Regions from separate parts of the Mus musculus genome. Here all the other regions are linked to region 6. The links are chromatin contacts, called in public Hi-C, HiChIP or PLAC-seq and promoter capture Hi-C maps. All regions are on one chromosome and are shown on one strand. The core of a region is the stretch at or near the end of the contact, and the rest is flanking DNA. Distances in the headings are between cores, read along the strand shown.

Region 1 (3,337 bases), core at 76-2,575, 1.6 Mb after region 6:
AGCGAAAAGTATACTCACCAAAGATGCACCAGGCAGATGGAAAAGGAAGTGTTGATATTAACTCAACAGGAATCCAACAGCTTAGTCTGCTATGAAGTAGGTTTGGAGGTTACATTTTAGACCTGAGGCTTTAGGGAATGTAGGAGATGGAGGGTTTTTTCCCATAATAATTTTATCAACTGTTTGGGAATTTCACATTGTGATCTCTGAGCTCCCTCACATCCCTGTTCTGCTAGGTCTGCTTCCCAGTTCCAAATCCACCACCCACCACAAGAAGAAAAACAAAACAAAAAGAAGGAAGAGGAGGAGGAGGAGGAGGAGGAGGAGGAGGAGGAGGAGGAGGAGGAGGACAAGGAGGACAAGGAGGATGAGGAGGAGAAGGTCCCATTTGTGCTGCTCTGATTCACTGGAACAAGATCAAACTCCCAATGGCTTGCTGCTTAAGGAAAACTGAGTCCTTTCCCACCCACACCTCCATGAGAAGCCATCAATTCTTGAGAGCTCCACTTGAACATTGTTATCATAATTTTTAAGACTTCTCTTCAATGGCTTTATGTCTAGACTTTTATTTTGTGGGGTCAGGTCAGGGTAGGGGTTGTCACAGGACATTCTCTCTCTGTGTGTCTCTCTCTGTCTCTCTGTCTCTGTCTCTGTCGTGAGTCTGCAAGTTGTCATTACCATGGCAAGAGTACCTTCCTTTACAGTAAATGGGAGCATGGATCATGACCTTGTTTTTGGTGACAGTATGGAGTATGAACATGGCATTGACCTCAACATGGTCTTCTATGGCAGTACAGACCATGGACATCAACCAGATCTTCTGGTGCTGCACAAGCCGTGGATACCATCTCTGTCCTTGGAGCACAGGGCAAAGACATTCAGGTAGCCTTCAGGTATGGACGTCAACACAGACCCAAGGTGCTATAGGACCATGAACCCAGACATGGCTCTTGGTGACAGCATGGGCCTGGACATCACTATGGTCCCAGGTGGCAGTGAAGGTCAACCATATCAATATGACCCCCCAGAAGCAGCACAGCCCAGATACATCAACATAACTTGAGGCTGCAGCACAAACCGTGGACATCCAAATGATCTTCAGTGGTAACACAGGCCACAGACACCAACACAGGCCCCTATGACTCAAGGTTTTACATAGGGAGGACTCAACATTTACTCGGCTAGTGTTTAGCTTAACCAGAGCCCAAGGGTCAGCTTTTCAAGCAGAGACATTGCCACTGTGCCCAAAGAAGCCTATGTTTCAACCAAGGAGATTTATATTCTTGCTCCCTGGGAAGGATGTGGTCAGGCCAAATAGATGGAACAGTGTGATTAAAGGAAGGAAGTAGTGTGCCTTGCTACGGACCGAGGAACACAAGAATCCACAGACACGGGTATGGGGTGTGTTCGTTGGTTATTTATAGAGGAAGAAATTAGAGTTCTGGGAGGTCAAATACCTGATCACAATCACAGGCCTAGGAAATATGCTTCAGAGGCAAGAATGCTGACTTGGCAATCTTCATATTTAATCCAGACAAGTAAGAGGCTCTGTCTTAAAATCAAAAAAACAGTCAACAAAGAAAGAGACCAAACAAACAAAACCCAAATAGAAACAAAAGGCAAGATGGAGAGCTCGTGAAGTCCAGTGCCCAAGCTTTGGCCTCCACGTGTGCATGCATACACAAGCATGCATGCACGCACACACAAACACACACACACACACACACACACACACACACACATGCTCTCTCTATATAGTCTATCTATCAGGATATCAAAGCAACTAGACTTTAAAAACTAACGTCTTTGTGAATTATTTTGTCTACTGCTCCTGCTACACAGCTCCTCTGGGCAAGCTCTTCAGCAGTAAATGCAGTAGTGAGAAGACAAAGCTGGAAAGGACAGCATTTCACAAAGCGGTAGACGACACCTTTATTGAATTCTGTAAGAAAGTCATTTCAGTTTAGATTTACTAAAAACAACAGTAACTGGTTTGAAATCCCAGTGTGATATGAAGGTCATAAGAAGAAGCAAATAAACTACTCATCCTTAGCAAAGTCAAGAGATTGTCTGTTGGAAATCTGAGACATTTTGCCACTTGACAAGTAAAAATATATATATCATGCCAGGCCCATAGGGAGAAGATGCAGGAGTCAAGTCCTTGCGAGCAGCAAGTTGGATTTGACCTACATGTGAGACTTGCGTAGAGAAAAAGAGATGGTTGAACTCAGATGTCTCTCAGGGTCAGAAGTGGAGAACTGAGTGGCTCATGTCAAAGATGTCAAACTCCACTTCAGAAGCAGGGAAAGGGCTTTGAAGAAGGGCCATTGATCGGGTGGCCTCTATGACCACAAAGTGACTCTCAGAGATCCAGCCGCAGTGTGGAGAAAAAGAGTGGCAAAGGAGACTGGAAAGATCTTTGATGAGTCTGCAGTGTGGACATGAGTGACATTTGCTGTGGTCACCCTTCTGATGAATAATGTCTATAAATGCTTAATTCTTAGAAAAACCTCAATTTGCATTTCTAGAATTAGAATGCAGCCCTTATTTTTAAATCTATTTACCCCTGTCTTTTCTTAATCACAGGATGGATGGATGTATATGTAAAGCTATATTTTTGTGGAGTAAGATTATAGCTCATATTTAATAGTATTTTAGGTTGAATATCATATAATAAGCATTTCTATACACATAAATCAAATACAATTTTTTCCTAAGTGACTATAATAGTAAACCATATATTTTTTAATTTTGTAAAATCTATTTTCTATATGTGACTAAACTGTCACTCTCTTCAGACACAAGAGGAGAGAGCATCATGGAGTCCCATTACAGATGATTGCGAGCCATCATGTGGTTGTGGAAGAGTAGTCAGTGGTCTTAACCACTGAGCCATCTCTCCAGCCCCAGTAGACTATATTTTTAAAACTGGGAAATATAAAGGAATGAGGATCTGGGCAGTGGTGGCACACACCTTTAATCCCAGCACTTGGGAGGCAGAGGCAGGCAGATTTCTGAGTTCTAGGCCAGCCTGGTCTACAAAGTGAGTGCCAGGACAGCCAGGGCTATAGAGAGAAACCCTGTCTCGAAAAAAATAAATAAATAAACAAAACATCTTGAGAAGTTTGGTAGAATCCTGCTATGAACTGAACTGGACCTGGATATTTTTTGCAAAGAGAGGGAGGATTTTTTTTTTTTTTTTTTTTTTACCATTTCAATATTTCAAGATCTATTTAGGTTATTGCTTTCTTGGTTTAATCTTGGTGGTATGACTGAATCTACAAATTTGTCCATTTCTTTTAGGATTTCCAGCTTAATGGTGTATAGGTTTTTAAAT
Region 2 (3,548 bases), core at 335-2,834, 1.6 Mb after region 6:
AAAAGGGATCAGTGATCTTGAGAAGCTTTTTGTTTCGAAATTAAATTTGTTTTATTCACTTATGCATAAAAACATATAATTTATATTTATTAATGGCATACCACATGGTGGTTCAATTCATATGTACATTATATAGTATTGAATTCAGGGTGAATAAATGTTTCTTCTCAAGCAATTGTCACTTTGTTTCAGTGAAAATTATCTTTTGTTTTTCAGACCATTATAACAAAATACTATGGACAGAATCGCTTATGCACAACAAGTTTATTTCTCACAAGTCTGGAAAAGAGGAAGACTATAGTGGGGTTACTGACAAGTTTGGTGTCAGCACATGGCTGCTGTCAGCACTAAACCAAGGGTAAGTCTAAGGAAGGAGATGAGTTTTGCTGTTGTTGGTTAGTTAGTTGGTTGGTAAAGTGCTTACTTCGCCAACATGAAGATTGTGTTCAATTCCCAGAATCCATACACAAATCGGAGTGGTCCTGTGCTTTTATAATCCCAGTGTAGAGACACATGAATCCAGAAATTTCTGACTAGACAGCCACACCTAATTGTCATGTGAGACCCTGTATCATAAACCCAAGTGAACTGCTCCTGAAGAGTGATACCTAAGATTATACTATGGCCTCCATATGCTTTTATTCTTTTGCAACCCCCTCCACATAAACACCAGACAGTGTTTTTTAAATGACTTATTAAAGTTGAGATTATAGGACATTACAGAATCAGATATAAAACAGTTATATATACAAGAAACTAAAGCTTGACATGACCATGATCACCGACTTGGAGTAATTGTAAACAAAAGTCAAGTCCAATCAAAGCAAAGACTTAATCTGGTGCAGCAGCAAGGACATTTTTATTTAACCTCTCAATGGCCTGTCTCAGGCAGTCAAGAATCCAATGGGTGGTATCACACTAAAGTTGAAAGGTCAAGAATTCTTTTCTGTTCAGAGTAACTAGAGTTTGGGGAACATCAGGTAAAGGGGCTGTTGAAAGTACATCTGGAAACTCCAGAACTGTTATTAAACTGTGCCTTTAATGTTAATAAGAAGAGTGGCAGAATAATCTGATGAAGAAAGCTAAAGTATGCAAGATTTCATAACAGTGAGCTGCGCCCAGGGCCTCTGGGAATTTTCTTCCTGTCTATCCAAAGCCCGGCTGCCTATCTGGAAATCAAGAGCCCCAGAGCCTCAGTCACCCACCAAGATCCACACAGCAAATGGGGCTGTTTCCTGTATTAACTATACTTTGCTACAACAAATGCACTCAGATGTGGTATTTTAATTGCTATTAAATAGATGTACTACTTAATTAAAGCAAAGGCTAATTAATTTTCTGAGTCATTGTTTGTGCAAAAGATGCTAAATTCCAGTCAAAACCAAATTAACTGAATAATATCCAATATTCAATTTGGTGCCGGTAGGAAGTCTTTTTTATTTTCATATTTAAATAGATAGTTTTACTAGAAATAGCCTAAGATAGAATGTTTAGATTCATTAAATGTCATCCTGGAGAGAGTCTTCGGAGAACTCATCCAAGCTTGTTCATTTTGTAAGTGAGAAACTGAAACCCAGGCAACCAAAAGCAGTTACCCTGGAACACCTCCCTTTCCTGTGCTCATTCTTCTATTCTTAGAAATGTTAGCTCTCTATGGGTCCTATAGCAGGACTACCAGAAGCAACAGAGAACCAGTAAAGCAGACAATTGCCAGAGCCAAAGTCACAGCTCTGGGCAAGGATGAGACCCCCAATTTCTACCCCAATAATCTCTTTACCATAACACAGCACAAACATCAAGTCTCAGGGCTTATGTGAGCCTATAGAAAAGTCATGATGTTTCTGAAACATTATGTTTCATTGATGTTAAACATTGTGGAGATTTCTTTTTCTATAGTTGGGGAAAGGTTGACTGTTGCAAAGGCTGACCTTCAATCTTTCTTGTGAGTACAGTCTATTCTAAGTGAACCTCATCATTTCGGACTACCCTCTTTTCAATCATGTCTGGTCTCTACCTCCCGACACAACTTTCATTCCTCAATATACTTCATGCATGTAGTTTTTGGATTCAATCTAGATACATTTCATGAAGAGCAGCTCAACTCTTTCTTAAGAAGTCTACTCACATACTTGGTGTTTCTATAGAAATGACCGCCATGATTTCCAAAGGCCCTGGAATCTGACAGATTCGCAAGGATTGAGGATGTAGACTTTGACTAATGTTTCTCAAGCAATGAAGGGTCACATAGATTGTTTGTCATTAGAGGGAAGATGGTAATACGTCCCAGTTTCCACTTTGCTTCAGAGACAAGAATTCAACACAGCCTTCTGTGTTACAAAAGGACAATGGTCCAGTTCCTCCTGATGATACTTTTAGGTTCTTTTCCACTTTACTGAAGATGTTAGTCAGGTAGGAGGGACCATGCTTGATGATTATGTTTTACGTGCTCCTTCTCTGAATGTTTTATTGCTATGCATTCTCAGAGTTTGTATTGTTTTGCCTTTGGCTTGTTCTATGAGTTCTGATTCTGTCTTATGCTTCTGACTAAATCTACAAATCTGTCTAAATTCTACTCTACATTGTCACTTTTTTTTTCTTTCTAAACTAAGGCCCTGGAGAAACTAATGATGAGCTGCTGTTAAAAGCTTCTAGATATATCTCTATTAATCCATAGAGGAAGGAAGGCCAGTGTGGTCCTGTTGAGGCTAGCTCAGAGCCAGCATTCTGTTTTCTTGTCATGAACTTAGCCAAGGTGAAGAAACCATCCCTCTCCTGAAATGGCTGTCTCAGTGCAATGCATCCTGAACAGTGAGTGAATTATAGGTTGTACATAAACCCTGCCAGGCCCTGGGGAATGAAAGGGTAGTGCCAAATTTTCCCTTCAGTACATGTGTGACTCCAAAATGAAATGCATATTGGGCAATTGGCATGTGGAAAAGGAAGGTAGGTGAAATGTGTTGATAATGGTTGCAACAAGACTTTTATGGGTTTTCCTATACCAGGCCTCCCATATTGGTGATTTGCTGGGACTTATTTCAATAATCTCTTTGAATGTGTGAATCTTAGCCAAAAGCTCAGGGGACTCTGTTACTGCTCAGCCAGGGGAAACAGACTTTGATGAATTTCAGGGACAGCCCCAGGAGGAAGTATGACTCCTCAAAAGACCCAAGGGGGATTGATTGCAAAATCCTGGGCTGGGCAGCAGTGAGTGAGCTCTGGGTCTGTATTTAGACAAGCAGGGGCAAAGCTTGGAAGGCAAGAGCAGTCCTAGGGAGGAGCCTAGCTTCAGACAGACACAGGTTGGAGAGTGAGGAACAAACTTATTGTCGTGGAATGAGGCTGTGATGCTGGTGTTTCTGAGCAACTAGGAATGCTTCCATGTGATGAGCAAAGGCATGTCACACCATGTCCTGTAGCGACAGGGAAGCCCTAACTTTTCTTTGACTTCTCTGATGTAGAATGAGCTGTGTAACCTCCTCTTTCTCCATCCCCATGTGCAGAGATCAGTGGAGTGCATGTAAGCTGTTACACTAAGAGGGAAAGCCTCA
Region 3 (3,407 bases), core at 10-2,509, 1.3 Mb after region 6:
CTTAAAAAAATAGGTCAGTTTTGTGCTTGTCTTTCATTTTACCTGCTCTGGTCCATGGTCCCTCTAGCCAGTGACATTCCTGAGCAGAAGAGAAGAGAGTGCATAGCAGTGCCATAAAATGACCCAGGAAGTTTGTACACTGTGGACAGTCAACCTCGAGCTGATCGATGTTCAGTGCAAGCCCTTCAGTGAGACACTGTTGTGTTGTGACTACTCTTGTGACTTGTGACAAGTTGCCTTCTCCTCTTTAATTTCCATTTCTCCAAGTGCAACGTGGAATTTCCATCATATGCCCCATGGTTCTCCGTGGTTCTGGTGGGATTTGAGGAGCGTGAATTACAAACTGGTATCCCGGAGCCATCCAGTCTAACGCAAGCTTTACTTTGCTCTGGGAGTAAACCTTAAGAAAAGGTCAGTTTTGCAGACGTCTTGAGGTTGTGTTCCAACGTCCTCGTTAAATAACCGAAGTCCAGACTGGCAGGCCCAGGGGAATATTTAATCAAGTAAAAAAAAAAAAGGCCAAGTCATTACTGGAACTCCGTCATCAGACCTGTAAACACAAGCATTTATTTGTGGGTGTCATGAGAAAGTGTGTTCACTTGTAATACTCTCTCCTGTACAGGTTCTACTTGTCAAATGTGTATGACTCTTCTGATAATTCAGAAGAGTGGAGAGAGCAAGACGAAAGGAAAGAGAGAAAATTACAACTGTAAACAGACTCTGGACAGCGAAGGATCAAAACAGCCTCTGGCTTGACTGGATGAGTCATAGCTATAGTCAGACCACAAATAGAAGCATAGCTTCTCTGTTGAAGGGCAGTCTTCCTGTCTGGAGAGGAAACCCAGCTCTGATTGGAGATAGTAGTTTTTGCAGACTTCAAAGCATCGCAAGCAACTGAACAGACAAGAGAAAGGGTTGGTAAACAGCGTTCCAGGTGCTACTCTGGAGAACCAGCCGCACAGCTCTGATTTGAAGCTATGTAGACATACTTTCATCGGAAGCCAAAAGCTGGTGGTTTGTTTGTATGCTTGGTTTGTTTTTTTCTTCTGCTTCTTTCTATAGTATTACTCCCTTCTAGCATCTGCATCTAATTTCATCTCAAGTAATGCAAGTTGTTCCTCCAGGCTCACACTCCAGGGCACAGAGAGAGATTGGCAAAGGGCCATCTAAGGAGGTAGGAGGAAGGCAAGGGCACGTGTTTTGAAACTACGAGGAAGGTGATGCTTTCAACAGGGCAAGTCTGAGACTGAGAGGGTGTGGCAGAACAGAGGAACATTCTAGTGGTTCCTACTAGGTAGACAAGCCAGTTTGGCCTCCTGAATTTAGACTTTAACACTGAGTCTGGGTATAGCTTAAAATTTAGTGTATATGTGAGGAAGAAGAACATGGAAAATTGGAATGAACGAATGGGACCCGGTGTCGGAGCCTGAGTGCCATTAAAGGTCTGGACTCTGTATGCTGTGGAAACAGGGAGGCAAGAAACAGAGACTACGGAAAGATGGGAACTCCAACCATGGGAGGTAGAATGAAGCAAGCTCAGGAAGGCCAACTACATCTGCTGTCACTTGGATGCTTGTCCAGCACAACGTAAGCCCCTGAACTTAGAAAGCACATAGGAGAGACGATGACATCGATAGATCTAATCGCTGGAGGATAGCAACATAAAATGTTTTTTACCAGTACATGTTTTGGTGTGTGTTAAGGTCATTGAGCTGAGTAGATGGGACCTGGAAAACTATATAGTCAGGTGATTGAAAATGACAAATGCATAATTTCCATTTGATAGACATAGGGGACAGGCAGTGAGGGAAAAGTTACCTGCACCATGTGTTTGACATTGGTGGTTTTGACTGACACAGGTTCACTACTTGCTCCACATTTCCTTTCCAACCTACGCTAGTAGCTTTTCTATCTGCTGTGATAAAATTCCCAGCTAAAGTGACCTACAGAGGAAGTATGAATTTAGACCTAAAGTTCCAGAGTACACAGGCCATGGTGGCAGGGTAGGTGCAGGAGGCGATGCGTCCTATTACATCTGTAATCAGGAAGCAGGCATAATGAAAGATGTTCAACCTCACTTTCTCATTTCATTCAAATCGAAACCCCAGCCCATAGAATCATACCTTCCACTTTCAGGGTGTCTTTTTCCACCTCAATGAACCAAATCTAGACTTATTTAAAGGATCGTTTCCATACCGACTCAAGTTCTGGTCGAATTGACATTTGGTGTTAGCTATCACACAGCTTTGATTTCACCCTGAGTCTTGGCCCTTGGGATCCCTGCAACACTGAACTTCTGTCAGGCAGCTGTGCCCTGGCTTCCTGTCTGAGGGTGGGTGAGTCACCTGTTCCCACTGGGTCCTGCATTCCTCATGTGTGAAATGAGGATGGGACAACAGTCTAGCTGTATGTCTGGAACAAGAAGCACCTGTTGCCAGCATTCTCTTTAATAAGCAAGCAAGCAAACAAACAAAGCCAGCCAATGAATCCTTCCTGTCATCATCCATGTCTTACAGATGGCCTAATAGATGATACATTAAATGATACATAATGCTCAAAAGGCCATAGGGTAACGTGTCCTGCTGACAGGCTCAGCCACCTCACTTTTAGCACCATTCCTTCTACTCCAAGCAGGTGATACTGATGTCTAGAAGTAAACAAAGAAATGTGCTCAGCTTCCCGAGATTTCTCTTTTTAATTATTTTTATTTATGTACCTATTGAGCTGTGTGGACTGCATGCACGCAAGTGCCTATTGAGGTCAGAAGTGAGCATCAGATCCCACAGAGCCAGATGCAGAGGCAGTTGTGAGCTGTCTAAAACGGTGGCCGGGAACTGAATTCAGGTCCTCTGGAAATGCAGTGAGTTTTCCTAAGCCCTGAGCAGTCCCTTCATTCCTGCTGTAATTTTTATTGAATACACCAAGCTTTCATTAGTTCTTCTTCATAAAGCCAGACCAACAGCAAGGGAATCATTTTAATGGGGTCACTGCAACATTTTAGAAGTTGGATTCATTCTGTTTAAAACCACTTCCTTTCATTGGGATGCACGCAGCTGCCACGCTTCCTTCTGTGGGCAGAACTTCATGGCCAGCTGCAGGAGGTTATGCACTTGGATGCAGTAAGCCGACGGACAAAGCAACTCCACATTCTTTTCGTAAAACTTTGCGTCTCTCTGGCCATTCGAGGACAAGAATCCGGGGCCAAAAGGGACCCTGAGCTCATGTATGCCATCACCCTGAACTCACGTAGTCCAACAGCTATGCAGAGGTTTTAACGGTTTTCTTGAATTAAGATATCACTTCAGGATCCTGGACTTGTAGTTGTCCGTTTCCTCGTGACCGCTCCAGCTGCTTGCTCTGTAATTAACTCACATTTAACACAGCTGAAGCAAAGTCCACGGTACCAT
Region 4 (3,516 bases), core at 242-2,741, 1.6 Mb after region 6:
ACCTATGAATCTATAATAAAAGTCGCTCCAAAACTAATATTCTGTTGTCTGTGAATCTTATTCTTTGGATGTGCAAGACAAGAACCTAAAAATCACTGGCTCTGGGTGGCTTTGGTCGTCCAGTGTTTTCTGGGTTCATAGCACTTCAAGCTGGGAAAGGTTCTATACCTAAATACAACTCAGTAGTCATATTTCACTATGCAAATATAAAAACCCCACCCCTGCTTCTCTAGAAAAGCCTGATGGCACTGACAGGAAACTTCTCCCAAAGCAAAGAAGGAAGCCTCTGTACCAAAGCCAAGTGAAGGTCATTGAAACCCAAGAAAACAGCTCTAGAAGGGCATTCAAACCCACCCCCCCCTCGACCCACAGAAGATCCACACATTACATACTTACTTTCTCGTTGCCCAAGACACTGCCACTCCAGAAGCATTCCTCTACAAGCATTCTCCCAAGAGAAACAAGTTTGCCCATTGTACCATCATTCAAGTTCCCAGTGACCTCCAAGTCAGCCAAGAAGCAGATAGAAGATGACATATTTGTGTCTAGTATGGATGCCAAACCCAACAAACACCAGATCAGACAGGGTTTGAAGAAATTCAATGACATTGATATGGTCAACTCAATCTGTTCATGTCTGATGGAAAGAGGGGGGCTGTATTTCAGCTGACTCCTGATTATGATGCTTTGTACGTTGACAACAAAATTTGGATCATCTAAACTGAGTCCAGCTGGCTACTTTTAAACATACATGCTTCATTGAAAAAAACAAAACCAAGCAAACAAACAAACAAAATATAGAAATTGAAGTAGTGGAATGTGAAGTCACCAAGATTTAAAAACTGTACATATCATATCCATAATCAACTTATGGTGAATCTTATTTTCCTAAAGGGCAGCTACTATCTTACGAGAAGCTTCTGTGTAAATAGCCCTTCTTGAAGAAAGGAGCCACATGCACTGTTCTTGCTTATAAATAACCCAGAGACTATGTTCCCAAACTCTGCTAATCAAAGCAATAAGGAAAGAGTTCTCAATCTTCATTCCAGGAGTGACTTGGACTCAATGTTCTTGAGAAAGAAAAGTAGATTCTCGCCTGCAGGCTCTTGTGTTTAACCCAGCTGCAGGGGAGCACGTGCAGATTTGAACTGCCCCACCCAGACTGGAGCAGCCAAGCTCCCTCAGAGCTCATACTTTGCAAGGAACGCTTCTGGGGGAAATCCTACAGAGCATAGCTTGGGCCCAAATAGTCCTACTAAGCTTCTGGCTATTCATTTGGGCACAGATGAAAATGTGCTCTGATGGTACAGGGAAGATTCCCGTGTTGGTCGTTAAACCCAAGCCACCCACGGATTTGAGGAAATATACATGATTATATAGTTTCATACTGAGCACTGAGATTTTTGAAATCCAGTTGCTTTGAGCCCCGTGATCTGCAGAAAGCAAACCCAGTCTTCTTCATGTCCCTGGGAGCACGAGTGCGGGTGTTTGCTTTGCATTAGCATGTCAAGCTGTGCATACCTTTCTGAGGCGAGGTCTGGGTGTAATGGGGTGTGTCCCGGAGGAAGTCAACGTTCAGAGATTTATTTTTTTTTGTGTGTGAGCTATTCACTTTAATTATACCCATGCTGTTCGCTCGCTTTTTATTATTACTCTTATTCACTTTCATATCCCCTTCCCTTGGCTAAACACACAGAAAAGATTCATTTATTATGTGAAGAGACTCAAATTTATGGAGCCCTTTTAGTTTGCAAGGAGGCTGGAGACTCCATTGTGAAAGCAGTGTCGCGATTCTCAGGGAACATGGGCTCTGATCTTGCCTCCAGCTCCGGACAAAGGCACCAAAGCAATGTTCAGGCACTAAAAACACATGCCACTGACTTGAGTGGTGGCAGATAAACCACGGCAGAAGAGGGGAGCTGGAGGCAGGCGCAAGACCAGAGGAATGTGACTAGCAGTGCATATGTCTCTGTTCAGTTCTAAATTGTTAAGCAGAATGACAGCACATGCATTGACATCCCGAGAACAGCAGCTGTCAAAACTGTCAGACAGCACGAGATTGATTCCCTTCAATTACTTGTTGAACCAAGAAGTTAGAGAGATGGCAAAGCTCCACGAGGTCATCTAACTTAAGTTTTTCTGCCTGGGAAAATTGCTTTGTCAAAAATCAATGTGTGAGGGCAAACTAGAGCTTTATTGTTATTTTGAGCTGACATAAAAGGTATGGTGGATCAGTATTCATCCATTCAACCCATCCTTTCACCAATTTGCCAATAGTCTTCCTACCCTGCACTCACTCCATGTCAGACTCTTTATGTCCTTAGGATACACAGATGCACTTAAGCACTAAATGATGGATACCGTCACTGGATAGCTATGTGCTGGGGTCTGATATGAAGCAATAGAAAGATGGCCACGACTCACAGGGTTGAAAGCAGACACTATGCCCAAAGATAAAGCTACTGCATCTTAAAAGATGAGCAAGGAGATGTTTCCAGTTCCTTTCTCAGACAATTGTTGCCCTCTTGTTGCCTTTAAACCAGTGCAGAGTTGCTAGCATCTCCCTCTCATTTTCCAGAGATAGAGCAACCCTGGAGAAGTAACCCAGCTTCGTCACAGCTACATAAGAAACCTGAGAATTTGTACATTTTAAATTTTCACACTTTCACTAAATCTAGAGAGAGTGGTGTAATCTACAGCTATATTCAGACAAGAGAGGGACCAGCAGAAGCCTTGACTTCAGGCACCACACAGCAAGATCCGCACCTTGACAGCCTTCCAGGTTTTAATCATGCTTTTTGAAGAACTGTAACATCTTTGAGTTGTTTTACTTGGTACGTGATTAAAATATTCTGTGTAAGTAGAACATGGTGACTCACATTTTGTTAGGGTTGCAGAGCACAACTAGCTACAGAGTCTTCAAGAAGGATGAGAAATAACCCATAATTCTGTTCTCTCCTGTTTTCCCTCCCTACTCCCCCAACACTGTGTGTGTGTGTTTCAAAACGTGACCCCAGAAAGAAAGAACAAGTTTAGGATGTGATTCTAACATAGCATTGCATTTCTCAATTCCTATCATTTCTTTAAGCCGTTACCTCAACTCCTTTGGCAGTAAAATCGGGAAGATCAGCAACTACTTTGTCCACAGAGCATTAAATTTGATTAATATCAGCCCCTTAGCCGAACATCACTTTAAATTGATCTGAAAAGACAGAATTCATCATTAGAGTGCCATAAGAGTCTCAGAAACCCAGTGGACAAGCACCTCCTGACCAGAGGTTTGCAGATTTTACCTTGCATCAAAACCAGCAGAAAGGCTTCAAGAAACTCGTTTCAGGCCCTGCCCTCAACAGGGGTTTTTGTCAATATAGCCTGCCAATTTGTACTTCTCTTGTGTTCTTTTTATTAATTTATTCATTTCTTTTTATTCATATATTTGTTTACATTTCAAGTGATATCCTCCTTCCTAGTTACCCCTCCACCAACCCTGCCATCCCATCTCTGCTCTTCCCCATC
Region 5 (3,465 bases), core at 39-2,538, 1.5 Mb after region 6:
TGACAGAGCTGCTTCGCCACTGATCGGCCCATTTTCTCTCAAACTGGCTGAGTGTTGTTGATACTTTTCGTTTCGGTGTATCTCAGTTGCCTCTTATCCACCAATGATGAAGTCCTCGAGCAAAGGAGAGTCCTCATTTCTGAGAGTCTACCAGAAGTATAGAACTGATCAAATTAGGTAATATAATATGAGTGCCTTACCCTAGGAGGAAACTACAATAGCCTGTGGTGATCAGAAAATGAACAGATATGTAGCCTAGTCAATATGTAATGGGAGAGCTCTCATTTAAGTTGTATTGGTGAAAATGGAGTTATGTTTGAATGAAACATGGAGAACTAGGATAGCAGCACTAAGTTATCAAGGTTTGAAAGGCATGTGTGTATGTGGGGGCAGGTTTGCATAAATAACATAGTCCACAAAGTGGGAAAACAATATACCCAGGCTGGTTGATGAAGTCAGATTACAGAGCGCCTTGGGCCCCGGTGTTTAAACAGAGAGACGGGTGAGAGGCAACAAGAGCCAGAGTGTGTCTGAACTTCAGGAATGTCAAGTGAATAGAAAGGAGCACAAGCCTATGAAATAGTCCAGAGAGTAGATAATAAAGGATGCCAGGTATTGTGGAACACACTTTTAATCCCAGCATTTAGGAGGTAAAAGCATTTGGAACTGAAGGTCTACCTTACATATACAGTGAGTTCAAGGTCAGCCTAAGCTCCACAAGAGCCTGTTTCTTCCCAAGTCAATGAAAAAATGTTAATGTCTATGTCCAAGTACATGATATAATTTACTTAGAGATATAAATTTCATTGGGTTATATCTACCACAGGAGCAGGATGTCTCAGACTTTGTCATTGATCAGCTGTAGGAGTCATGAAGGGAAAACAGGATGATAGAGTCAAGTTATAAAGGCATGTAGCCTGACTTAGAAAGCCACAGAGGTCATTGTGATCTGAGGTGTGGGTCTAGTTGACCTTCATGGATACAGCTGAGAGTTAATTAAACTAGCAAGACACGAGCTGCAACTCCAACTCTGTGTTTTCTTTCTGAGTTGATGATTCACTGTTGCTATTGAGAGGTGAGTTGGGCCATGGGTGAACAGGAGCAGTCGGCAGTGAAGACTGAAGGGCAAAGAAGCAGGAAGATTTCCTTGAACTCTGCTTGCACTGAAAACCCTGAGCAGAAGCCCAAACTTGTGGCTTTCTTGGATCTCTTCAGATCAGAGAGCTGCCCATTCCAAAGCCACAGCACTTCTTTTGCGTCTCAGTTACACCACAGGCATCTGACTCATAGGATAGTCAGCCATAGAGGTCAGTCCTGCCTTAAAGCAAGTCTGGAGTGGAGCACTCCTCGGCTTCAGTTTACCTTCTGTTTAAATAGGTCTTGGTCATGGCACTGTTACATTGAAAGGGTGGGCTTATCTTTGTGTTGTATATAATCAATCCTTTATGAACTATAAACCCATAGATCATTATTGCCCTTATTGTAGAGAGTGCAAAGAATAAGTGTATATAAGGGAACAGGTCCCTCAAAAAGAAGAACCGTTCTCAGAACGAGCCGAACGAAGCTTTTAGAGGTTACAGACACAGTGTCCAGGTCAAACCTCCGACTTCCTATTAAGCCTTTATTCCTTTTTACCATCCAAATTAATTACTTCCTTACGCTTCATATTTTAAACAACCTCAAAAATGATATACTATCTGGTAGAGGAAGGTCCTATTTCTTTCCTTTCAGTTTTAAATCCAGGTTTAAAGACCCTTTGGAAAACTTGGCAGCCACTTTGGAAATGGGCGTGAGCTTACAGGACAGCATCAAGGCTGAATTCAGTACAAGAGCACTGAGCTGTTTCATTTGCTGAAGCTTCTGGTAGGTGTTCTAAGAGATCAAGTGTTAAATCAGGGGGTCCCTGTCTGCTGGCACTGCCCAGTTCCAGACAGGGAAAAAGACAGTCAAACAACTAGGGCAAAACCAAATGAGATTAAGAAGACATTTTCGGCTTCATTCACTTTCTGGATGAATAAAATACTGGGCCTCCAGAGTTTGGCAGCCCTCATGACATGTTAGGAGAGAAGAAAAGAGAGCTACTTCTAAATGGGCCATTTCCCCATAGTGCCAGTGAGCTTAGAAACTTTACAAAGAAAAATGGGACAAGTCTTTCTCACTCTCATTAAGCACCCTCAAACACCAGTAGCCTTAACAGGAGACTCCAGGAGAGGCAGATGGAAGTGCCCTGACCCAGCACACTCAGGACAAGAAACTGCAGGGATTGGGGGTCATTGCCAAGTGGTGAGATGAACCTGATAGGGTTCCTAAATAACAGCATGCCCTCAGCTGCAGGCCTGACTTCATGCTATTCCAGTCGTGTGACCTGTCTCCTCCAGGGATCTAAGATAACACTTATCACAGCCGGCTTTGGGATCCGGTTGCTTGAATGTGTCCCTGCTTTCAGCACTGAATATGAGAGCAATGACCATGACTTACTCAACTCTGTGCCCCAGAACACTTGGCATCAGCCCTGGTCCTCGGCAGATGCCCAGAAAGTGTGCAGAGCTGGTTGGAATTTTGGCAGGGCTTCCTGCTTCTCATGGGTAAACCCCATGGGTCTTCTTGTCTGATTTGCAAAGGATAAAACATTTCATTTATTAGAAAACTGGGATCTGATTTTTGAGACCCTGATTCTAAAAGAAAATAGAACTGGATTTTCCTTTCCATACAACCCTGTCCACAGGACCCTGACAAGTCTATTTCCATTCCATGCTCAGTTTTCTATGGGTGGTTAGAGAGATTAATATATAAGAATCTCTCAGTTCTAGACCTTTCTTTATATTATTTTGCATTGTAAGTTCAAAATTAAAACCCCACTACCCAATTTTCCTTTCTTCCCTCTGATCCTTGACATGATGGCATTATATCATGTTCTAAATTTATACAGAATTATTAAAAAGATATCATAGTGGAAAAGAGCAAGCCTGACACTGTTGTCATCATCCCTTCACGGGTTGCCACCTTCCAACCACTGGATAAAGCGTCTTTTATAAGTAGCAGGACATTTTTTTTTCTCCCAATCCATTGAAATATTTTTAAGACTTAAAGCTTTTAACTACTGTGTTCTGGGACAGTTTCACACAAGTACATATGTGTACTGGCTTCTGTCATCTTTTATTCTTTCCCATCTCTTTTCTTCCTTTATCTACTTCTGATCTTCTCTAGAAATCTATATTTTTTACATCTATGTCTATTTATCTTGTTTCGTGACTCACTGAATTTAAGCATGGATTTCTGTGTCACCATGTGCATGCAGATGTCTTTGGGAGCTGGGGCGGGGCCTAGGGGCTGGCTCAAGTGGGTCCATTTTGCCTGGCTATTTGGTTTCGAAATTTACAGGTTCACAGAGGTGTAAGACAAATGTTGGTTTCTTTCCTCCAGCAACTGCAGAGTATGAAAAGTAGACAGCAAGGAGAAAGCATC
Region 6 (3,559 bases), core at 974-3,473:
ACTGGCATTGCAATATTTTCCTATGAGAACTATACAATGTTTGAAGGGGAAAAAGAGATAAAATTACTTCTTAGGGAGTGGGGTGCGATGCTTGTCAAGGACCCTGTAACTGCTTCTGAGTTCCAGCGCCGGGCTTGAGGTCATTTCTCACTACCCCTAGCACAAAAACTAAATTTCTATGGGAGGGAGCGCAACACAGAGATTATTTATTTTACTGTTAAAATAATATTGTTTGGTGCTGTTGTTTTTCATAGGGGACCTTTAAAACTCATTTTTGCAACACTAGCTCCATCTCTCGCCAGGGTTCCAATAACGCGGTATTATACAGGCAACGCAACCCGCAGTTCTCAAGACATTTAACGTTCACTGTTTCCGGCAGGGGTGGCCTCCAGCTCCCACTGCCCCCCAGGCAGCCCATTTCCTAGGTTCCAACTCTCAACCCACTCCCTCCCCGGGCCGCCGCCGCCGCTTTTCCCCATTCCTACTCCCTCCCTTGAGGAGAGCCACAGGTTGCAAATCCAACCAACCTCGCAATCTGTTTTTGCAAAATCACTCACAAAGATCTCCCTATCGCACCCGCTCCTCCCGTCCGGGGTCCCCCAGCAGGAATCACAAAGTACCCCTTCTTCCCTCCCTGATCTTGCAAATCAGGAACGCAGGCTGGGGCTCTGTTTTTCTTCCTTCTCCCAAAATAAGGACCTTGGGAATCTGAAGAGTGGCTATCGCTATACCCAGGGCCACTTTTTTTTTTTTTTTTTTTTTTAAACACAGCTTGCACCAAGGGGGAAAAATGAAATTAAATTTAGGAAAGGGAGGGAACTACCGCTGAGAGCCAACGCAGTCACGCAGCACCCAAAATACAAACACCGCGGCCGCCAGAAATCCCGCCACCTCTCCGGAGCTCCGGGCTGGCTGGCCAAGACCCCCCCGGGTCCCGCACGCTGAAAGCGCCGCAGGTGCAAAAAAAACAAAAAACAAAAAACAAAAAAACCGCGCACCCCTCTCCCACCCTCCCCCAAAATCCCTGTCCCGCCTTCAAGCCTCCTTCCTCGGGCTGGGCAGACCGAGCGCACCCGGGTTCCCGACTGCCTCGACTCCAACCAAGAAAGAGTAATTTTCAAAGTATTCAACGTCCCCGCCCCCCGTGCAAGCGAAGCCTTCCCAAAACACTGTCTCTCCTTGGGAAGATCACGGCTCTCAAAGGAAACTGCAGACACGATACTTCATCTGGCTTTATGACCAAAAAGAAAAGGGAAAATAAAACAACCAGCCGAGGAGTTGGCTTGCATTCCCCCCGCTGACTCCCGGCTCGGGTGCAAGGCAGGGACTGTGCGGGGCCGGGGCCGGGGCCGGGGCCGGTGGACGGCCGCCAACGCGGGCACCGGGAGAACTGAGCGGGGAGGGAGGCAGCGGCGGGGAAGGCAGTTTGCAAGCGAGCAGAGAAAGCAAGCCAAGCCGCGCGAAGCCGGCGGGGCCGCCGCGGTCCGCCCTCCCAGGCCGCGCAACCCAGCGCCCGCCGCCCCGCGCCCCTGCGTCTCCAAACACCGAAACAACACCGGGCAGGGCGGCACAGCCTCCCCGAGGCGGCCGAGGCGCTCCAAGACAGCAAAAAAAAAAAAAAAAAAAAAAAAAAAAGAAGAAGAAGAAGAAGAAGAAGAAGAAGAAGAAGAATACGTATGCGAAAAGCTAGATCCTACAGTGGGAGAGACGTGGGGCTGATCTTCGGCATTTATTTTAACACCTGACAGCTAGAATCAATAAATAGATACATTTATATCAATAGATACACATAGGAAACTTGGAGCCAAAGCATTTGGCAAAAGCGGAAAAAAAAAGAATTAAAAGGTAAAATAATGATCATGAGCAGCGGCGGCGGCAGCGGCACCAGCGGCAACAGCGGCGGCGGCGGCAGCGGCAGCGGCGGCGGCAGCAACAGCAATAATCACCTGGTGTCCGGCCTTTCCTAGAAACTTCTTGCATCACCACTTCTAAGAACCCCAGTTCTAAGAATCAACAGAGCTCAATTCTCGGAATTTGAGCTGCGGGCTTTACCATTGCTCCGCAGCAGGGGAGGACTCGGTGGCAGCGGCGCGCTCCGCAGCGCCCTCCCGGCCGGCAGAATGCCTCGGGGCCGCGCCGCTCGCCGCCCTATAGTGCGGATCGTGGTTCCCGCAGCACCGCCGCCCGGAACACCGGGGGTCCCGAGGCGGGCGCGCGCGGCTACAAGGCGACCCTCCCTGCCCCGGGCCACCGATGGAACCGCCCGCTCCGCCGCCGTCACGTGGGCTCCGTGACGTCGGCGTCTTCGCTGTAGCAAAGCTCGGCCTCTGGAATTCTGAGAACTAATTTGCTATTCGGTGACATAAGAGGGAGAGTGCGCTTTGCTTTCCCGGGGTCTGGGGCTAATTCTTCCTCTCCTACCCATAAACTCGGCTCCTCGAGCTAAATACACAAAAGGGAGCGAGAGAGTTGAGCCGTTAGAACAAGTGTGTTAGAGGCAGGTTTAGAGAGACGAGGGAGGGAGAAAACAATAAATACCACAGCTCCTTCCAGCTAGAGTATTAGGCACCACGAGAAAAATATTTGCCAAGCAGTTTTCGGTGGGTTCATTTGTTTTCTTTTTATTTGGGACAATTATGTTGGGGCGGGGGGGGGGTCCTTTGGGGATGGTGGCTTGGGATGCTCCTGTTGTATTTTAATGATTTAGGTGGGGTTTTTTTTCCGCTTCTGATTTTTGCCTTTTGCAAGTTTGTGGTGTTATGTAAATCGTCGGGACTGTCATTCGTTGGTTTTATTGTCTCCCTGCGTTCTCGCTTTCTCTCTCTCTCTCTCTCTATCTCTCTCTCTCTCTAAAGGTGCAATATTTCAACCTAATACCATTGACAGAAGCTTACATTTTTGGCCACATATGACAGCCCCAACCTCCAACACCACCACCGCTCCCCGCCCGCCCCCCCCGCCCGCCCCCCAGCCGCCCTTGGTACAATTTCCTTTTCCTCTTGGACTTTTGCTGAAGCTTTCCTGCACTTGAAAGAGATGTAAAAGGATTTGGATTGGTTTGGTTTGTTTCTTTCCAGGACAGCGAGTGGTGGGTTTACTCTGTTACTGTTGACTCTCAGGAAATTTCTTGATGCTAGAAATGTGTGTGTGGGTACGTGTAATGTTTGCCTGTTACAACATTCTGTGAAGCCAAATACATGTTTGTATTTTGCTATTTTCTTAAGGTCTTGAACATTCCCCCCACCCTTTTTTTTAAACCCCCACTGGGTTCGTTTCAAGGTCGTCGGGAGAAAGGAAAAAAAATCTCTTCAGTATGTGTTGAAGGGATCAGCCTGAGGGAATTCTAAAGGCCTGGCTGCCAGGATCACAGATACTGCGCGTATTGAGTACAGGCTGTGCTACACTAGGCGCACTGCTCGCAGCCGGGTCCTCTAGGCTTTGGAGCAGAGCTGAGGGGAGGAGAGGAGCGGAATCTTTCTTTCCCTTCTTTCTTCCTTTATTTTAAAAGGTGAATACAGGGCAGACTCCTTTCACGGTGGGCCCTGGGTTATGTGTTCAT
Region 7 (3,631 bases), core at 3-2,502, 1.7 Mb after region 6:
CTCACAACTAAGAGTAGACAGGCCCTGTGTGATGAAACTCCCCCAAGTCCATGGCCATAGGAAATTGATTATTCTCAATTTAAGAACTTTATAATCAGGTCATCTGTATTTGCTCAGAGGAAGAAAGCCAAACACTTGATTCCAATGAGCAAATCTATAATTAATTAGTGAAACGATCTTTGCTCAAGTTTAACATTTTTTTTTAGAGCAAGCTGTCAGATTTGGCTGGAGCGCAGGCCGGCATGTGTGTGAGTTTCACAATTCACAGATGTTAGACACGCTCAGTCTGAGTTAAGAAAGAGAATGTCAAGTTTTAAATAGCTTCTCCCTGGCTGGAACAACAAATAAAACATCTTTATGAACACATTTTGAAGCAGAATTTCTTACAGGAAAATGTCAGATTTCTCTTCAGCTTGTCTCACAACTTTGACATTTTCTGATGTCACTAGTTTGCAGGTGTCTATGGCTGTGGCATGAATGGAGATATGTACGTAACATGTCAGTGACACTTGGGCACACAGCTCTAGTTCCCTCTTGGACTCTATTCTAATTTAGCTTCTGAATCATATTTCATTCAATTTCTAAATCCACAGAACCAGGATTGGTTTACAGCCTACATTCAGAAAGGAAACAAATTCATTATCATGGAGACTTTGCCTGATAATATATAATTCTTTACAATATAAAGAATGTCAGATTTTATAGTAAAGTAGGTAGAAGGAGACTAAAAAAAGTTAAAAGTGAGGCATAATAGAATGAGACAGAATGATAAGAGTTTGAAATAAACTTTATTTTTCCCCATTGACAGGCCATCTAAAATAATTCTAAATAAATATGAAAACAATAAAACAATTAGGAAACATTGTAAAAGAATATTAACTCCTATTTTTATATCACATAAAAATCCTATTACTTATATCTGTATGGTTAAAAAAAATCACTGCAGGCTATTTTCTTTTATTTGGGACAGAAACTATTTCTAAATACATATACATGATCTCTCTCTCTCTCTCTCTCTCTCTCTCTCTCTCTCTCTCTCTCTCTCTCTCTCTCTCTCTCTCTCTCTCTCTCTCTCTCTCTCTCTCGTTGAAATGAAGAGTGAGTTCTAGGTTAAATATAATCAAGGAATTTCCCTGTCTTTGCTATTTGAGATTGTGACCACAACAGGCGGTTGGCTGAAAGGGAGGCAGAAGGGGGTGGGGGTGGGGCAGGGAGAAGCCGAGAAAAAAAAAAGTCTCCTAAGCGTCTCTGCAAAACATTGTAGCCACAGCAGAACTGACAGGAGCTCTCAAATCAAGTCAGAATACAGATACAAGGAGATGTTATTCAGTTGGAGCAAGGGGGACATTTATTAGCTCAGTGACAAGTCCTGGCTTCTGTGATTAAACTCTGATGCCATTCATACCAGCACCCAATCCCAAGCAAGATCAGAAGTTCAGAGATGCCTACAAATTGCCAACAAGTGTGGCCACTCTACGTCAAGGGCTCTAAAACTGTGGCAGAGAGGAAGAACAGCTTTACAGGGGGTGCCCAGCTGGTAAGAATTGACGGTTTATGATGCTCTGGTTACTTGAAGACTCTCATTGGCTGAAAGGAAGAAACGCCCCGCCTCTTTGCAAATCTGAGTAAAGGGGGGAAGTGTCTAAACTTCTATGTCTGATGGCATTTGACCCTATTGCTTTCAGCCTCCTGGCTACATACCTAGATATTCTCAGGTGTATATGTATATTTTATAGAATTGCTTCCCATCTGTTGGTATCAAAGAGAGTTGAAGGAAATGAATTTTGAAACTTCACGGTGTGCCACCCTACAGTACTGCCCCGACCCTTACATCCAGCGGTGAGTTTAAATCTGACCTGGCGTCTGTCAAAACTGAACTGGTGTGCCTGGTGTATTCTGAGTGTTTCTGCTGTGTACTGAAGAAGCCCTCCTTGTTTAGCGAGCATAATAATACTACTTTGGACTTTGTATGGACTTAAAGTGGTTTGTAGATATCTTTTCTACAGTTATCTTATACTTTATTTCTTGAGTTACTAAGTGACAAAGTTTGAAGACATCCATGTTTTTAAATTTGTCACACTATTGTACTCTATAAGGAGAGAGAGTGGGGGAGAGAGAGAGAGAGAGAGAGAGAGAGAGAGAGAGAGAGAGCATGTAGCTCGGGTAGAAGATGTGGGAGGGTCAGGGAGATGTTGGAGGTTGGAGGAGGGGGATGAGATTATCAAAGAATTAATTAAAATATTACTTAAGATTGTCACACCATTTTAAAATGTTAAAAAATTTTAAAATGTACCACGTGCCATGCTCAGTCCCACCCACCAAAGAAAAAGAAATTTCATTGGACAGGGATATAATAATCTATTGGGCAATTTTCAAGTCAAAATAAACATTGGAAATTTTGATTTTTGTCTTAAAACTAAATAGCCATTGTTATGTGAAGCAGATTGTGGCTTGTCATTTTAGCTCTAAAGAATATTTTCTCTTTGATTTGTTTCAAAACAAACATCATCTTTTGACAAATATGACTTCCTAAAACCTGTGATGAAACTGAATTTTGTTTGTGTTTGTAGAAAAATATTTACCTTGCACTGAGAAGGAGTATTAGCAAGAGTTCACAATAGTGTGCCTCTGTCGGGGGAAGAGACTGTTTCAAATTAGAGTTTGCTATTTTTAAACTGGTAAATGAAATCCGAAGAGCGTTTCCCGTGTAAAGTTATGGGAGACATTCACACCATACAAAGCACTGTGATGTTGTTAATTTAACGGCATGAGATTTGAATCTGGAATTTGGTACTTTGTAAGACTTAGGAAAACGGCATGGTTAGAAAGGGGTTAAAGTGACACTTGCCACCTGTGCCTACTGGAGGCTCACACTAGAATCTGAGCCCTGGCTCTGGGCAGGACTAGGTTACCATAGCATTGCCTTGGATTGTGAAAGGCTATTTATTTTCACCAGTATAATTCACTCTCTTGTTGGCCTGACTCTTCCTCTTCCTGTGAGGTTTCTGGTGGGAAAAACAGACGAGGAAAGATACATGAAATGGAGAATACAGAAAGAGAAGACAGACTACAAATTCAAAGGAGAGCAACCCAACCAGATTGCTAATATCTCCCAGGTTGAAATGTGAAATGTGAATGGTTTCTTAACTCATTCGTCCGTTGTTTTCTCTACAAGTGTCTGTCTTAGGAAAAAAACAAATGGACCCTATCTTCTTAGATGACCTAAACAAGAAATTTAGTTGGAGCTGGGGACAGGAATGACAGACAATAAAGCCCAAGTATTGAGATCTCAAAGACCTTCCTGCAATCACCAGCTTCAGAATCAACATTTCTAAGAACCCAGCTGTGACTCAGCAGCAGCCCTTACCATGTCTCCTCCTGGCCCTCTCCTGAGGACTGCATTGGATTCACAGCAGCATTACAGATTCCTAGCTTATGGACTAGTGCGCTCCTTCCCTCCTATACACATCCATCTGCAGGCATTTCTGGTGGTGGATCACACACACACATGTGTATGTATGTGTGTGTGTGTGTGCGTGTGTGTGCGTGTGTGTGTGTGTATGATTTATAAATTATATACATTTATAAATAAATATATATATATAATATATAAATTGAAATGATTTTAAAT

Evidence for each region. Promoter capture Hi-C pulls out the DNA fragments that hold promoters and counts their contacts. HiChIP or PLAC-seq counts read pairs in DNA pulled down with a chosen protein or histone mark. A called contact is a pair of places that touch in the nucleus more often than the background predicts.
Region 1: a contact with region 6 is called in a RAD21 HiChIP or PLAC-seq map of pro-B cells, with 5 times the contacts expected there. The contact joins the enhancer-like site here to the promoter of Bcl6 in region 6. A contact is called at or near these places in 1 of 39 promoter capture datasets (hippocampal neurons), 2 of 15 datasets of contacts at CTCF or cohesin (large pre-B cells and pro-B cells), 1 of 115 datasets of contacts at active chromatin or transcription factors (large pre-B cells) and 1 of 9 other capture datasets (embryonic stem cells).
Region 2: a contact with region 6 is called in a Hi-C map of cortical neurons, with 4 times the contacts expected there. The contact joins the enhancer-like site here to the promoter of Bcl6 in region 6. A contact is called at or near these places in 6 of 39 promoter capture datasets (the 3T3-L1 cell line, embryonic stem cells, hippocampal neurons and 2 more), 1 of 484 Hi-C or Micro-C datasets (cortical neurons) and 3 of 115 datasets of contacts at active chromatin or transcription factors (astrocytes, embryonic forebrain and forebrain).
Region 3: a contact with region 6 is called in a Hi-C map of bone marrow-derived macrophages, with 19 read pairs. The contact joins the enhancer-like site here to the promoter of Bcl6 in region 6. A contact is called at or near these places in 12 of 39 promoter capture datasets (the C10 cell line, the HPC-7 cell line, cranial neural crest and 8 more), 2 of 15 datasets of contacts at CTCF or cohesin (the NIH/3T3 cell line and pro-B cells), 33 of 484 Hi-C or Micro-C datasets (3T3-L1-derived adipocytes, B cells, the C2C12 cell line and 25 more) and 23 of 115 datasets of contacts at active chromatin or transcription factors (the 230-238 cell line, the NIH/3T3 cell line, VIP interneurons and 15 more).
Region 4: a promoter capture Hi-C map of embryonic stem cells shows a contact between it and region 6, with 11 times the contacts expected there. The contact joins the enhancer-like site here to the promoter of Bcl6 in region 6. A contact is called at or near these places in 5 of 39 promoter capture datasets (the 3T3-L1 cell line, embryonic stem cells, hippocampal neurons and 1 more), 1 of 484 Hi-C or Micro-C datasets (cerebral cortex), 7 of 115 datasets of contacts at active chromatin or transcription factors (SST interneurons, astrocytes, embryonic forebrain and 4 more) and 1 of 9 other capture datasets (embryonic stem cells).
Region 5: a contact with region 6 is called in a promoter capture Hi-C map of 3T3-L1-derived adipocytes, with 6 times the contacts expected there. The contact joins the enhancer-like site here to the promoter of Bcl6 in region 6. A contact is called at or near these places in 7 of 39 promoter capture datasets (the 3T3-L1 cell line, 3T3-L1-derived adipocytes, the C10 cell line and 3 more), 1 of 484 Hi-C or Micro-C datasets (muscle stem cells), 6 of 115 datasets of contacts at active chromatin or transcription factors (the NIH/3T3 cell line, acute myeloid leukemia, astrocytes and 3 more) and 1 of 9 other capture datasets (embryonic stem cells).
Region 7: a contact with region 6 is called in an H3K27ac HiChIP or PLAC-seq map of cardiomyocytes, with 4 times the contacts expected there. The contact joins the promoter of Trp63 here to the promoter of Bcl6 in region 6. A contact is called at or near these places in 4 of 39 promoter capture datasets (the 3T3-L1 cell line, embryonic stem cells, hippocampal neurons and 1 more) and 4 of 115 datasets of contacts at active chromatin or transcription factors (cardiomyocytes, embryonic forebrain, forebrain and 1 more).

What each region holds. Positions count from the first base shown.
Region 1 is chr16:25,548,401-25,551,737 of GRCm38.p6, forward strand. No RefSeq gene overlaps it. Among named protein-coding and RNA genes, the nearest start is that of Trp63, 130 kb to the right of the region's middle. Within about 2 kb of position 1,326, at least 4 of the 459 cell types and tissues checked have an H3K27ac peak or open chromatin away from gene starts, as enhancers often do. A contact at or near this core is called in pro-B cells, where this site is marked.
Region 2 is chr16:25,621,262-25,624,809 of GRCm38.p6, forward strand. No RefSeq gene overlaps it. Among named protein-coding and RNA genes, the nearest start is that of Trp63, 61 kb to the right of the region's middle. Within about 2 kb of position 1,585, at least 5 of the 459 cell types and tissues checked have an H3K27ac peak or open chromatin away from gene starts, as enhancers often do. A contact at or near this core is called in cortical neurons, where this site is marked.
Region 3 is chr16:25,248,207-25,251,613 of GRCm38.p6, forward strand. No RefSeq gene overlaps it. Among named protein-coding and RNA genes, the nearest start is that of Tprg, 37 kb to the right of the region's middle. Within about 2 kb of position 1,260, at least 81 of the 459 cell types and tissues checked have an H3K27ac peak or open chromatin away from gene starts, as enhancers often do. A contact at or near this core is called in the 230-238 cell line, B cells, the C2C12 cell line and 11 more, where this site is marked.
Region 4 is chr16:25,583,375-25,586,890 of GRCm38.p6, forward strand. No RefSeq gene overlaps it. Among named protein-coding and RNA genes, the nearest start is that of Trp63, 99 kb to the right of the region's middle. Within about 2 kb of position 1,492, at least 37 of the 459 cell types and tissues checked have an H3K27ac peak or open chromatin away from gene starts, as enhancers often do. A contact at or near this core is called in embryonic stem cells and pancreatic cancer cells, where this site is marked.
Region 5 is chr16:25,530,898-25,534,362 of GRCm38.p6, forward strand. No RefSeq gene overlaps it. Among named protein-coding and RNA genes, the nearest start is that of Trp63, 150 kb to the right of the region's middle. Within about 2 kb of position 1,289, at least 86 of the 459 cell types and tissues checked have an H3K27ac peak or open chromatin away from gene starts, as enhancers often do. A contact at or near this core is called in 3T3-L1-derived adipocytes, the NIH/3T3 cell line, astrocytes and 1 more, where this site is marked.
Region 6 is chr16:23,986,629-23,990,187 of GRCm38.p6, forward strand. It overlaps Bcl6 (B cell leukemia/lymphoma 6), which reads right to left and starts at 2,224. Exons shown (of 10, transcript NM_009744.4): 1 at 1,947-2,224. It overlaps Gm31527 (a long non-coding RNA gene), which reads left to right and starts at 1,639. Exons shown (of 2, transcript XR_384770.3): 1 at 1,639-2,600.
Region 7 is chr16:25,682,513-25,686,143 of GRCm38.p6, forward strand. It overlaps Trp63 (transformation related protein 63), which reads left to right and starts at 1,253. Exons shown (of 14, transcript NM_001127259.1): 1 at 1,253-1,839. The coding sequence starts at 1,778.